4 separate regions of the Sus scrofa genome follow, and all the other regions are linked to region 1. Evidence: chromatin contacts called from public Hi-C data. All regions are on one chromosome and are shown on one strand. The core of a region is the stretch at or near the end of the contact, and the rest is flanking DNA. Distances in the headings are between cores, read along the strand shown. Region 1 overlaps DPYSL3 (dihydropyrimidinase-related protein 3). Region 2 has its middle 70 kb from the start of DPYSL3. Region 3 has its middle 49 kb from the start of DPYSL3. Region 4 has its middle 33 kb from the start of DPYSL3.

What was found. A called contact is a pair of places that touch in the nucleus more often than the background predicts.
Region 2: a contact with region 1 is called in a Hi-C map of subcutaneous adipose tissue, with 4 times the contacts expected there. The contact joins two enhancer-like sites. A contact is called at or near these places in 22 of 47 Hi-C or Micro-C datasets (adipocytes, adipose tissue, alveolar macrophages and 14 more) and 1 of 2 datasets of contacts at active chromatin or transcription factors (skeletal muscle).
Region 3: a contact with region 1 is called in a Hi-C map of skeletal muscle, with 4 times the contacts expected there. The contact joins two enhancer-like sites. A contact is called at or near these places in 3 of 47 Hi-C or Micro-C datasets (embryonic fibroblasts, heart right ventricle and skeletal muscle) and 1 of 2 datasets of contacts at active chromatin or transcription factors (skeletal muscle).
Region 4: a Hi-C map of retroperitoneal adipose tissue shows a contact between it and region 1, with 2.2 times the contacts expected there. The contact joins two enhancer-like sites. A contact is called at or near these places in 3 of 47 Hi-C or Micro-C datasets (heart right ventricle, retroperitoneal adipose tissue and skeletal muscle).

The regions. Positions count from the first base shown.
Region 1 is chr2:148,726,270-148,729,403 of Sscrofa11.1, reverse strand. All of the region lies in intron 2 of DPYSL3 (dihydropyrimidinase-related protein 3), which reads left to right. Among named protein-coding and RNA genes, the nearest start is that of DPYSL3, 49 kb to the left of the region's middle. Within about 2 kb of position 1,708, at least 37 of the 83 cell types and tissues checked have an H3K27ac peak or open chromatin away from gene starts, as enhancers often do. A contact at or near this core is called in adipose tissue, fetal skeletal muscle, retroperitoneal adipose tissue and 2 more, where this site is marked.
Region 2 is chr2:148,845,471-148,848,604 of Sscrofa11.1, reverse strand. No RefSeq gene overlaps it. Among named protein-coding and RNA genes, the nearest start is that of DPYSL3, 70 kb to the right of the region's middle. Within about 2 kb of position 1,599, at least 12 of the 83 cell types and tissues checked have an H3K27ac peak or open chromatin away from gene starts, as enhancers often do. A contact at or near this core is called in adipose tissue, fetal skeletal muscle, skeletal muscle and 1 more, where this site is marked.
Region 3 is chr2:148,824,398-148,827,531 of Sscrofa11.1, reverse strand. No RefSeq gene overlaps it. Among named protein-coding and RNA genes, the nearest start is that of DPYSL3, 49 kb to the right of the region's middle. Within about 2 kb of position 1,556, at least 16 of the 83 cell types and tissues checked have an H3K27ac peak or open chromatin away from gene starts, as enhancers often do. A contact at or near this core is called in skeletal muscle, where this site is marked.
Region 4 is chr2:148,808,074-148,811,207 of Sscrofa11.1, reverse strand. No RefSeq gene overlaps it. Among named protein-coding and RNA genes, the nearest start is that of DPYSL3, 33 kb to the right of the region's middle. Within about 2 kb of position 1,662, at least 8 of the 83 cell types and tissues checked have an H3K27ac peak or open chromatin away from gene starts, as enhancers often do. A contact at or near this core is called in retroperitoneal adipose tissue, where this site is marked.

The sequences.
Region 1 (3,134 bases), core at 459-2,958:
TCAAGCCAAGTACTGCCGGGTATCCAAGGAAAACCATTCAGAGTCATTCTCCTGTGGAAAACATCCACACTGGGTCCACTCCTCGGTCTCTTGGCCAGACACAGAGGCATCCTGTGTTGATTGCTGCCTTTCTTCTTGTTCCTTGAATAAGCAAGGCTCAGCCAAGGAAGGCTTTTCCCTTCAGACTCATCTTATTAGACACTTGATTTTGATTTAAGAAAGAGAAAGATGATTGAAGGGGATGAAAGAGGGGAAAAAACAGTGTTTGTTGTATATTTCTGCTGATGGCAACAGCTTGAACCGATTAGCTGGTTATTAGGCATTCCTGTGCCTGGCTTTTCACAGCAGTCTGATGCAGAGAAGCACATCACAAGTCTTACTTTGCTTGGTTTCTTGTGTGCAAACCTGACCTCAAAGAGATTAACCCAGTCTTGTAATTTGAAACAACAGACATCGCACAAAATCATCAAGTGATCAAAAATATGGTATAAATCTATTTAGTAGAGAGTGTTCTGGATTATAATGACAGCAATAGAGGAGATAATTAGGATGTAAGAAAGGAAAAAAAAAACCCTGACAAACCCACAGAATTGAAAAAAAAAAAAAAAGGCAGCGGTATTTCTTTAGGATTGTAAATGTCCCCTACATATTTTTGCTTTTCCTGAGGAGAACTTGCAAATTCCCTTCACTTGAGTTTGGGGTGGTAACATCTATGAGAAAGACTCTGAGAGACCTCTGCAGGGTTGCCTAGTATGTAGTTAATTCTCTTTTTACTCTGTTCTAAATATAATCCTGCTCATTTGCATGCCAATCCCCAAAATGCTTTGTAATTTCACAACTCTTGGCTACTGGTCTCAGCCCTTAAGCTTTATGAACAAAGCAAAATGTTTAGGGTGTGCCTTTGGCTTTAGCCTCCCCCCACCCCCACTCCCACCCGCTGCTTTTGCAGAAGAGTAGGGGAGGTGACCTTTGCTTTGCACTCATCCTCCAAGCCAGAGTATCACAGAAAGCTGTGGACTTTCCCTGTGAAGACTGCATTCAGTCTAGTTACCCATGAGTAACTGGCTGCTGCCTGGATTAACTCACTTGAGAAGGAGTGTTTCGGGGGAGGGGGCAGCTGCTTGCTCTGCCCTTTGATTATGTGTTCAGGCTGGTTCATTTCGGGTTTACGGGAAGCTCAGGCTGGAGTATTCTGGAGCCTTTTTCTGTGGATGCTTTATATGGTGTCTCTGTTGCAGCAGAAGCCTTCGAGTTAATGAAGAGGTGTCCCAGAGTGTGGTCAGTGGCTCTGTGCCATCTACAGGCTTTCTGTTTAGGGGGCCCTTAGGTTCCGCAAGAGGGTGGGGTGGTGACAGGAGACTCGTCTTGAGAAGGTTTTGTGATTTTTGGAGAGCAAGCCGTTTTTGTTGTTATCAAACGGTGTATTTGGCATTATTTTTTTCAGGAGAGCTGAGAAAGCTCCCCCATCCGACTGCCCCTCACCCCCCAGGGTGGGGATGTGGCGCCAACCACAGCGGCTCCTGCAAGCATGCCTCCCTTGGCGGTTGAATCCTCAAGCCATGCCTCCCTTGGCGGTTGAATCGAAGCGGGTAGCAAAAAGATATTACGTTGCAGCCTTGAAAGGTCACGGTTTTGGTCCTAAGAGCACAGCGACCTTTGTCTATCAGCCCTGCCTGTAATAGAGGAAACTCCGGATCGTGAGCAGCGCCCATCGGACCGCGCACACATCCACGGCTGCGCAGTAACGTGGCAGGGCTGCTGCCTTCTCACTACAGGTGTTTTCTACTCTTCACTCTCCGTGCAGCATTAATGCTCTTTCTTGGATTCTGAGCCAGGCAGTGGAGTTTAAAGCACATTATTTTGAGAATGATTTTTACGTTACAGAGCTAGCTGACACGGTGCACCCTTGCAGCGCCCTGAGAGTGAGTGGTTGCTTCATCGTTTTGGGGTCTGTATTTTCAAGGTCTTGGGATAGCAGCGGCCGGCCAGGCTGCACCAAGTCTGACCGGGATCGGCTTTCTAAGGGATCGCGCGGCGGGTGTACACACCCAGCGGCCAGGGAGGCGGCGCCGGCCTCCGCGGTAACAAAGGCAGCCGCCGCCGCTTCCAGCGGGGGTGGTGGCGGAGAAGGGGTTCCGGGAGGCACATCCGGAGCAGTCTCCTTTCTGAAAAGAGGGTAGGGAAGGCGGGAAATCGGACCACCGGCTGATCGGAGGAATGGGTGTTTTCCCGGGCTTGGCCGGTGGGGCTAGGAGGGCGATGCTGGTGCCTTTCTCCCGACACTCAGGGCTGCAGCATCCCCGCCCCGAACAGTCCCTCGCGCCCCCTGGTGGTGGCGGAGCTGGCTGGACCGCCGCTCCTGCAAGTCACCAAAAAAAAAAAAAAAAAAAAGGAAGAAAAAGAAAAAGTGGGTGAGGCAGATGCAAAGAGGAAAATCAATAGGGATAAGAGAGAAAAGGGAGGAGTCGCAGATCAGCCATTCTTGTCTTACGGGGTCCCAGCTGGCACCGCCAAAGGAAAGAAGAAAAAAAAAAAAAAAAGCCCGGGCGTGAACGCGAGTGGAGGAGGGTGTGTGTGGCGGGGGGGTCGGGGGTGAAAGGGGGACCAGGGAGATTTACTATTGTCTCTGGCAGCCGCCGCGGGAGCCGGGAGAGGGGCGGAGGCGAGAGGAGGCGGCGGCCGCGGCCAGCGCACCATTCGCTCCACCTGATCTCGGGGCGCTGTGCGCTGAGGAAGGCGCAGGCGAGCAGGAGCAGGAGCAGAAGGAGGGAGGGAGGCAGCTGCTGCAGCCACCGCCGCCGCCACCATGTCCTACCAAGGCAAGAAGAACATCCCGCGGATCACGGTGAGTCGGGCGCCGCCGCCTCCGTGGCTCGCTCGCTGGCCGCTGGCTGCACCGCGGGCGCGGGCGGCTTGGATCTCGGCGGCTTCCCTGCACGGGTCCCCGGGGAGGGACGGGGGACCCAGGGTCCGGGGAGTGGAGAGCAGCGGTCAGTCCAGCCGGCGCGGCGGGGCGCCACCCAGACGGATCGACCCTGGGGTTTGGGGAAAAACTAAACAAAGAGGAAACCCAAACAGTGGCGCGGGGGAATTTTGGATTATTTAGCATTTTTTCTCACTACGCGGCATTTATA
Region 2 (3,134 bases), core at 350-2,849, 120 kb before region 1:
AATGAATTTGGTCTCCTACCTCATATTATATACAAAAATTAACTCAAAATGTGTTATAGACTTAAATGTAAGAGCCAAAAGTATGAAAAATCTTAGAAGAAAGGCGTAAATCTTCATGCACTTAGATGCAGCAGTGTTTTCTTAGATGCAAAACTCCAAAAGCACAAGCAACCAAAGAAAAAATAGTGAAACTGGACATGATCAAAATTAACAACTTAGGTGCTTCGAAAGACAGTCTCAAGAAAGCAAAAAGACAACCCATAGAATGAGAGAAAAATCAGAAAATTATAAATCTAAGGGACATGAATTTAAAATATACCAAGATATCTTCGTGTTCAGTAGTAAAAAGCAAATAACCAATTAAAAAGTGGGCAAAGTATCAAAATCCTTCACTAAAGAAGATACACAAAGGGCCAATAAAAACAGATGATCACCGTCACTAGACGCCAGGGGAATGCAAATCACAGTGAGAGCCGCTTCACATCCAGATGACACTAATCAACCAGCAAGATAATCTGGGCGAGGATGTGGAGAAACTGGAACCCTTAGCCTGGTGGGGATGTAAGTGGCGCAGCCATTGTAGTAAAGGGCTGGCACTTGGTTGAATGGTTAAATATAGACTTGGTTTCCGTGGGACCTAGTGATTCCACTCCTTGCTGTATATGCCAAGGAGAACGGATGACATGGTTACAGTAAGCTCTACATGTAACAAAGTGACAGAACTATACATATTTTGTATCAATGTCAATTTCCAGCTTTTGATATTGGACTATACTTTGGTAAGATGTAATCATTGGAGAAAACTGGGTGAAGTGTAGACAGGAATCTCTCTAGACTATCTTTGCAACTTCCTATAGATCTATTTTTATTTTCAAATTAGTTAAATGTATGTATGTATATATTGTTTCAATCTACCTATCTCGATAGACATAAGTGCTTTGCCGTAAATGTAAAATTTACCTATGACAATGCAGCTGCCAGACACTCAATAACTATTAGCTAAGCCATTTCTTTAGGAGATATGTATAAATGTACAGGAAATGAAAGAAAATTTATTAAAATTCTGCACACTACTCCTTACACCTCTCAGACAATGCCCAATATAAAAGCCAAGAGAAATGAGTCATCCTTGGGAGACGTTATAACACTTTACATATCTTATCTATATTGAAAATGTGTGCAAATAAATGATAAGTAAACACAACACTCCCTAAATTTTTCCAGCTTCCAAACATACGTCACAATAGTGGATTTTCGTTTCTCAGACTAAGTCAGGGCTCTGATCCCCCAGTCTGGAGAAAATGCTGTATTTCAAGAGCTGTGACTTCATTTCCCTCCAGAGCAAGTTTCCCCTTTCAGGTTCTTGCACATATGAGATTTCCTCATCTCTCACTCCGTGGAACAGCTGGTTCCTAGCCTGGGAGTTGATTCAAACGTTGTGGTTCAGAATATGCCAGCAGCTGCCAGAAAGATCCTGATCTCTCAGCTCTTGGACCGTTGTGAGAAAGGGGTTTTGGCCAAGGTAATCAGAGGCTGACTCCACTTCTCAACACAAGCCAGGCAGATGGGGTGGAGGGTGTCCCCTGGGGAGCCTGGCTCAGCTTCTTATCTACGCAAACTCCTTTCACAGGGCCTCAGTGGCATGAACCTCATCCCCACCAGTCCTCTCCCTTTCCAGCAGGAAGGGAACAAAGCTCTGGGAACTTGGTGGCCACACACAGCAAACTAGTGTTCCATTTCTAAGGCCTCCAGGGCCCTCCACAGGGCTGCCCTCACCACGCTGGAACCCGCCTCTGCTTATCTTTCATCTCGAATTATAATCCCTCAAGCTTTCCACCCAACTCTGATCCCACCACCCAAACTTCCAGCTATACCTCCCATCACTATAAATATTTTCTCATGTCCTACAAAGTCTCATGCAACTCACATCACAAAGCAATTCTTACTGTTCGCGTTATTACTGACAGTCACCGTTTCACAAAAGCTTATTAGGTATAGTATTTATACTTTATATATAGTATTTATACTTGTACAGGGCTTTATATATAGTATTTCATTTAGTCATGACAATGACCATCAATGTTAGACAATCATGTTCTCAATCTTCAAAAAAACAAAAACTAAAAACAACATTAGCAAGAGCTGAGGTCCATGTGTTTTCGAAGTTCTTGCTTTTCATGTGGCTACCATAGGTCTCCCTGCAGTACCGAAGGACTTGTCCTTCCTTTGTCCCTGCTGTGCCTTTCAGACTGCACGTGGGCTTGAACCCTATTAACTGATTCTTGATCAGTAGCCATCTGAGCCCACTGCCTCATCTGTGAGAACTGAAGATGGAAATTATGCCTGCCTCCCTGTGCTGTTGCCTGAATTAAATGAGATCATAACAAATGTAAAGATTCAGCACAATACCTGACAGACAGTGGACCCCTCCCCCACCCCGTGCCCCGTGAATATCTCTCAAGGGAATTCAAGAATGCGCCTGTAGCAATTAACATGAATAGGGGAGAAAGGAGACAGACAATGGCAAGACTCACAGGAGATCAGGAATATTTGGCTTTGTGACAGTGGCCAGAGACACTTGGATAAGGAAACCCCATGGCTCTCTTCCCATTCTATTGGCTATTGCTTTCCGTAGAAGTTCATTGCTAAACAGGCTACACCATGCCTTTGGGAGTGATACACTTTGGTTCTAGAGGCACCGGTAACATCTCTAAGGCAGCCATTCAAAAACACCATTTTCTTTTTTTTAATTGAAGCATAGTTGATTTACAATGTTGTGTTTCTGGTATACAGCAAGGAAGGAATATACACACATACACATATATATAGTATTATTTTCTCTTACAGTTTATCACAAGGTATTAAATATAGTTCCTTGTGCTATACAGTAGGATCTTGTTTATCTGTTTTATATATGGTAGTTTGTATCTGATAGTCCCAAACTCCTAATTTACCCCTCCCCTACCCCTTTTCCCCTTTGGTAACTATAAGTTTGTTTTCTATGTCTGTGAGTCTGTTTCTATGTCATAAATAAGTTCATTTGTGTCATATTTAAGATTCCACATATAAGTGATAACATATGGCACTTGTCTTTCACTATCTAACTTATAATCTCTAGTTTTATCCATGTTACT
Region 3 (3,134 bases), core at 307-2,806, 98 kb before region 1:
AGGGACGTGCAAGTCAAAACCCTCCCACCCAGTAGGGTGGCTGTTAGAAAACAAACAGACAGACAGACAACAGAATGTAACAGGTGTTAGCAAGGATACGGGGAAACTGGAACCCCTGCGCATTGCTGGTGGGAATGTGAGCTGGTGCAGGCTTTACGGAAACCAGCACAGCCGTTCCTCAGAAAACTAAACAGAGAGGCATCATCCAGCCACTCCACTGATGGGCCTCTACCAAAAAGAAGAAAAGAAAGAAAGCAGGATCTCAGATATCTGTCCACCCAAGGCCAGAGCAGCATTATTAACAACAGCCAAAAGGTGAAGGAAAACCAAGTGTCTGTGAACACATCACTGAACAAACAAAACGTGAGGCAAACATCCGATGAAATGTTATTCCACCTTAAAAAGAGAAATTCTGGTAAGTGATACAACACGGATAAATTTTGAAGCCATTATGCTCAGTGAAATCAGCCAGTCCTGGAAGAAAACCATCCTGTTCAATCCCACCCGTGTGATGCATCTAGAGTCATCAAGGTCGTGGAGGCGAAAAATGGAACAGTGGTAGCCAGGGGCTGGAGTAGGGAGGAGAGTTAGTATTTCATGCGTACAGGGTGTCAGTGTGGGAAGAGGGAAAATTCTGGAGCTGGATGGTCAGGATGGGCCAACGGTGTGACTGTGCTTAATGTTACTGAGCTGTACACTTAAAAATGGTTAAAATGGTAAAAAGCACAAAGGAAAAAAAAAAGAATGACCAAGAAAAACAAAACGAAAACAAAAAGACCTCCAAACTCCTTTGCTGCAAATTATAGGGACAGAATGTAGATGATTGGTTGCCTAAGGCAGCATGGGGTTGGGGAAAGAGGAGTGCCTACTAATGCATCATTGTTTTCTTTGGGGGATATTGAAAATGTTATAAAATTATTGTGGCAATGGTTGCACAACTCTGCAAAATACTAAAAGCTGTTGGGTTGTACACTGGAAATGGATGAACTCTGTGATACATGAATTATATCTCAATAAACTTGTTATATTTAAAAAGAGAGAGAGAGAGAGAGAGAGAAACCACCTTTGCCTTTTGAAAACCCCTCTATTTAGACCCCCAATAATGATTTTGGCTGTTCATTGCATTCTTCCTCAAGAACATCCAAAAATTAAAATTTTCTTCTTCTCCATCAGAAGTAACTATGCCCTGTTTCTGTTTCATTCTGCTGTCTAAAAACAAATATGATATGTGTCCATGTTTTTAAAGAGGCCTGATGAGTTCCTATGAATAAACACGTTTGATAAAGTACCTCTGAGACTTACAGGATTGAGCTAATGTGGAAAGTCCGGGAATCCTGGCAGACCAAGGTTTATATTTAGAAAGGTGTCACAGCAAACACACTCAAAACTGCCTATGATCTCTTCTCTTTTCGCTGCCAAGGGGGATAGAATCTATCAGTCACAGGGCTAAGCTTTCACTTTCCAGAAAGGAAAAAGAGAGAAATGGAGCAGAGCTTCCCAGGAGCCTGAGTCACTGGCCTCGGCATTGCAGTCATGTTCCAGATTACTGTTGGTCCCCAGGAGATAAAATCCTCAGGTTCAAGAAGAGCTTGTGATTAGAAAGGGCAGCCTGAGTTCTAGGGCAGCCCTGGTCTGCATCAAAGATAAGCCAGACACTAGCTAAAGTGGTCAGGACTGATCTTAGTAATATCCTACTGCAGTTTGAAAACAGTCCAGTGTGAACTGAACTCAACTTTGCTTTGTACAGACCTGCCTGGGTGTTTTACAGGGAGGATGAGGGAACAAGCAGGGGTGAGGAGTGTGGTGGAGGCTGAGTAGACAGAGCCAGTGAAGTGAAACATTACAAAGACAAGGGCTGGTTCATGTGAAGCCTGCTAGTATTTTGGGGGGTTTTGGTTTTTTTTTTTGGCCACACTCATGGTATATGGAAATTTTTGAGCCAGGGATCGAATCTGAGTCATGTCTGCAGCCTACGCCACAGCTGGGGCAGTGCTGGATCCTTAATGTACTGCACCACAGCGGGAACTCTAAACCTACCATTTTTTAAAAAAATTAATTCAACTTTTATTTTATATTAGAATACAGTTGATTTATAATGGTGTGGTCATTTCAGGTGTACAGCAAACTGACTCAGTTATACATATACATATATCCATTCTTTTTCAGACGTTTTCCCCATATGGGTTATTACAGAATATTGAGTAGAGTTCCTTGTGCTATACAGTAGATCCCTGTTGCTTATCTGTTTTATATATAGTAGTGTGTATATTTTAATCCCAAACTCCTAATTTATCCCCCTCATCATTACTCTTTGGTAGCTATAAATTTATTTCCTATGCCTGTAAGTTTGTTTCTGTCTTGCAAATAAGTTCATTTGTGTCATATTTTAAATTCCACATACAAGTGATATCATAAGGTATTTGTCTTCCTCTCTCTGATGTACTTCACTTAGTATGATCATCTCTAGATCCATCCATGTTGCTGCAAATGGCATTATTTCATCTTTTTTATGGCTGAGTAGTTTTCCGTTGTATATATGCACCATATCTTTATCCATTCCTCTGTTGATGGACATTGAGGTTGTTTCCATGTCTTGGATATTGTGAATAGTGTTGCTATAAACTTAGAGTTGCATGCATCTTTTCAAGTTATGATTTTTTGCCAGGGATATGCCCACAGTGGGATTGCTGGATTATATGGTAGTTCTATCTTTAGTACATTATGGAAGTTAGGCTCCTCCCTTCCTTCTGAGGCTGGGAGACTTGGGTCCTATCTTCAGGTGCTGGTGGAGCAAACAATACATTTTTTGACATCCTTGAGTTTTCCCAGGTGGCCACTTTAAGGGGGTAGGGTCATCCTAGGATGTGGCCTTGTGCTGAAAGAAAGGCTGTTAGCATTTTGTTCACGTCTTTATAGGCCAAGGTTGAGACTTAGATGAGAAGAGAGCTTGGAGGGCCTGGTTGGAGCTTGGTCACGGAAAGAACCTCTGTCATCCATCCCATACGACCTGTGTGATTTGGGGTGTTTCACGCATCATCTCTGACCTCTGGTTGTCAAGATTACAGTCAAATTCTTCCAAGTCCAGTACCTTCACCAACACCCCACCCCGACCATAAATCTTTCTGCACTGAGAG
Region 4 (3,134 bases), core at 413-2,912, 82 kb before region 1:
AGAGCATCCACTCAGAAGACTAGTATGAAAACTAATAAAAGTTATGGTTCTATACATAAAAATACAGTATTCAGTTTTTAAAATGAAGGATGCAGCATTTGTATGCAGACTGTAACTATAACTAAGAGGAAGTATGCCAACGTTTAAGTAGAAGGATAAGGGTGATAAGACCCCAGGAAATCTTTCCTTTTTGCTAGCTTTTATTCATTGATCTTATACAATTTTTTCATAGTAGAAAGAATAAACTCTTTAAGAGGAAAAAAAAAATTCAGGTGATAGAAGACAGATTATTTCCAATTGGAAAAGTCTGTATTTAGAAAGAGACGCAATAGAGGTGGTCTCTTTTAGGATAGAATAGCTTAGCTAATCAAAGTCTTAATCTGAATTCTGATTTCTTTGGGTGCTTGCGATTAGCACAATATTTAACTTGTGTCAAAGCTGCCTCCCTTGCAGTCTTTCTTATCCCATTACCAACATATTGAATTCACGTGTCCTATCATAATGCTTGAACTGACAAAATTGCTTAGATGCAAATGTCACAGCCAACTGCTGCAAGTTTCTGGGATCCTAATTATATAGATGGAAGCTTGTGGTGCATGCAAATGGATTGAAAACCTTCACAGAGAGAGGAATAAGAAAAAAATGTGCTATAATAAAAATATCTTTAACACAGTCTCTAGGAGCAAAAAACATGGGGATTGAGTCTGAGAAGAAGTGATACTGTTCAAATACACCACCCGTTCTCAGTCTCAGGTTGGAAAGGTTCTGTCCACAGATCTCCCCATCCAGAACCAACACCCTTTTCAAAGCACTCTGTTATTTCAGAACCAAAATGGATAGCTTACCATGTTATGCTTTCTTTGTATCGTTGGCGAGTGTATGCTAGCAGAAGATGAGGGAGCTCTCAGACATTAAGCTCAGAAGAATGTCAGTGTCAACCAGTACAGTTCTTCCAACAAAACGCAAGAACAAAGAAATATTTGGGATTCCATTGGAAATGAGGAGAATCCGATGGTTCTTTTGGCTTCTTCTTAAGGTTAACCAAGAAGCATCAGCTAATATTATCTGCTTGGCTTTGATCATCACAACGAGACATTCCAGATCTGTTATGCAGACAAGAAGTTGAGGACTAAACTTCCATTTCCCTTACATTCCTCCCGTTATTCTAAAAGACGAGTAAACAGTGGATATGTTGCTTTGGTAACCCGAGAGATTCTAATCAGGTATATAAATGTTTTCTCCAAAATTTAGCATTCCTCCATCCCTCAGTTCAGACACTACATTTTTTCCTACTTGTTGGAGTTCGGATTCCTCTTCCTGCACTTATAGGTTAAGGGCAAGCCTAATCCATTCACGTTTGAATGTACCTTTGGTCAATGTCAGGGAATGGTAGGGGACAATGGATACAGCACAGTTTTAAAAGCCTTGGGTCAAGGTCCCTGGATTCAGATCTTGCCTTCACCACTTCCCAGCTAAGAGACCTTAGGCAAGGGCTCAAGCTCTTTGAGAAGCATGACTTCATTCCTGAAATAAGGAGAACAGCATCTTCCTCCAAGGAGAATGGTGCGACTAAATGAATGAACACATAGGAAGTACTCAGAGTGGAGCGTGGTACATTGTGTGTACTTCATAAAGCTTCGCTGTAATTATAATCAGCAACCTTTGTGTCCGGCTGCAGGAAATTCTTTGGAGATGATCGTACCCACCCTTCAAGATAATGTGGTAGGACTGATAATTAATCTCTCCAGCTCATTTAAGTGAACATCTGGTAAAGTTTTCATTCCAAACAGCTCGGCCAGACCATGACTAAATAAGGCAAACATTCTCTCATTCTACTGTATTGCTGACCGAAAATGTTTCCCCCCCTGCTTAGAGCCAGAGACAAGGTTAGGGCATGGTGGTAATTTGTTTTATTTTACAGACAAGGGAGTGGTTCTGCTAAGTACTTGGGTTTTAACTGCAAATATCTGGGTAAAATATTTTTTTTACGAACTGACTCTTACAATTCATTCTTATTCTCTGGGAATGTAACCATGGAATCTTGGTTATTTTGTATGATAATTTCTCTTTTCTAGAGAGAAAAACTGGAGGCAACAGACTGATTTACAAATAGCAATCTTCAACAAAGTTGCATGCTGCTTTGTAAAATGTAATATCTTCTTGTCTCTAAAACCTTGATACCCCAAGGGTTCTAAAAATAGCCAAGACCTCCTTACTCCAGGAGAATAATAGAGATGCAGAGATCTTTGAGGTTGTCTTTTTTTTTTTTCACTTTTAAAAATTGAAGTATTAGTGATTTATAAAGTGTTAGTTTCAGATATTTAGACAGGGAGTAATTTAAGAGTGAAGCAGAGAACTAACTTATTTAAGGCCATGTGGCAAGTTTAGGACACATCTGGGACCAGGATCAGATCACCTAAGTCCTAAGGTGGTGCTTTTCACACCTTTTTACCACGATTCCCCAAACTCCACAGCCTGCAATTACAGATAACAGGGTCCTGGCACCTTAAATTCCAGAGAGATATCAGGCTAGATTTCCTCCGTCTATCTTCTTTTTTGTCAATTGAAACCTAAGTTCTTTTCCATCCTGACCACCTGGACTCCATATGCATGTCACCTTTTGGTTCTTTAGGTTGTGGGTGTGCCAAAAAATTCTAGTAAGTGATCCATACCCATTATACCTGGGATGAGTCTAACTGTCTATTACGGAAGATGCAAAGTGGACCAGGTCCTGGGCTAAATGCTTCCTACAGGTGGCTTGATTTACTGCTAATGAGAACCTATGACACAGTTAACATTATTCCCACTCTGACAGATGAGAAGATGGAGCCTTAGTGAAGGTAAGGCAGTTAAAGTCGCATAGGTGTTGAAGCATCAGAATCTAGTCCTGCACTTGGATGATGTTACCCTCAAGCTTGTAAGTTTGTTTTTTTCCTCTTTGAGGATGGTCACTCCCTTCCACAGATCTATCCCTGTCTGATTGCTCAATTTCTTGCTTTAGAGTTCACACACTTTGTTGCCCTGATGCTGTTTTTTTCCAGTATTTTATTGATCTAATAAAATCTTATCCAATAGTTAAGGGCCGTTGTCCTAAATATATGACATATGTATTTCCTTCCTCTTTGCCACAACTC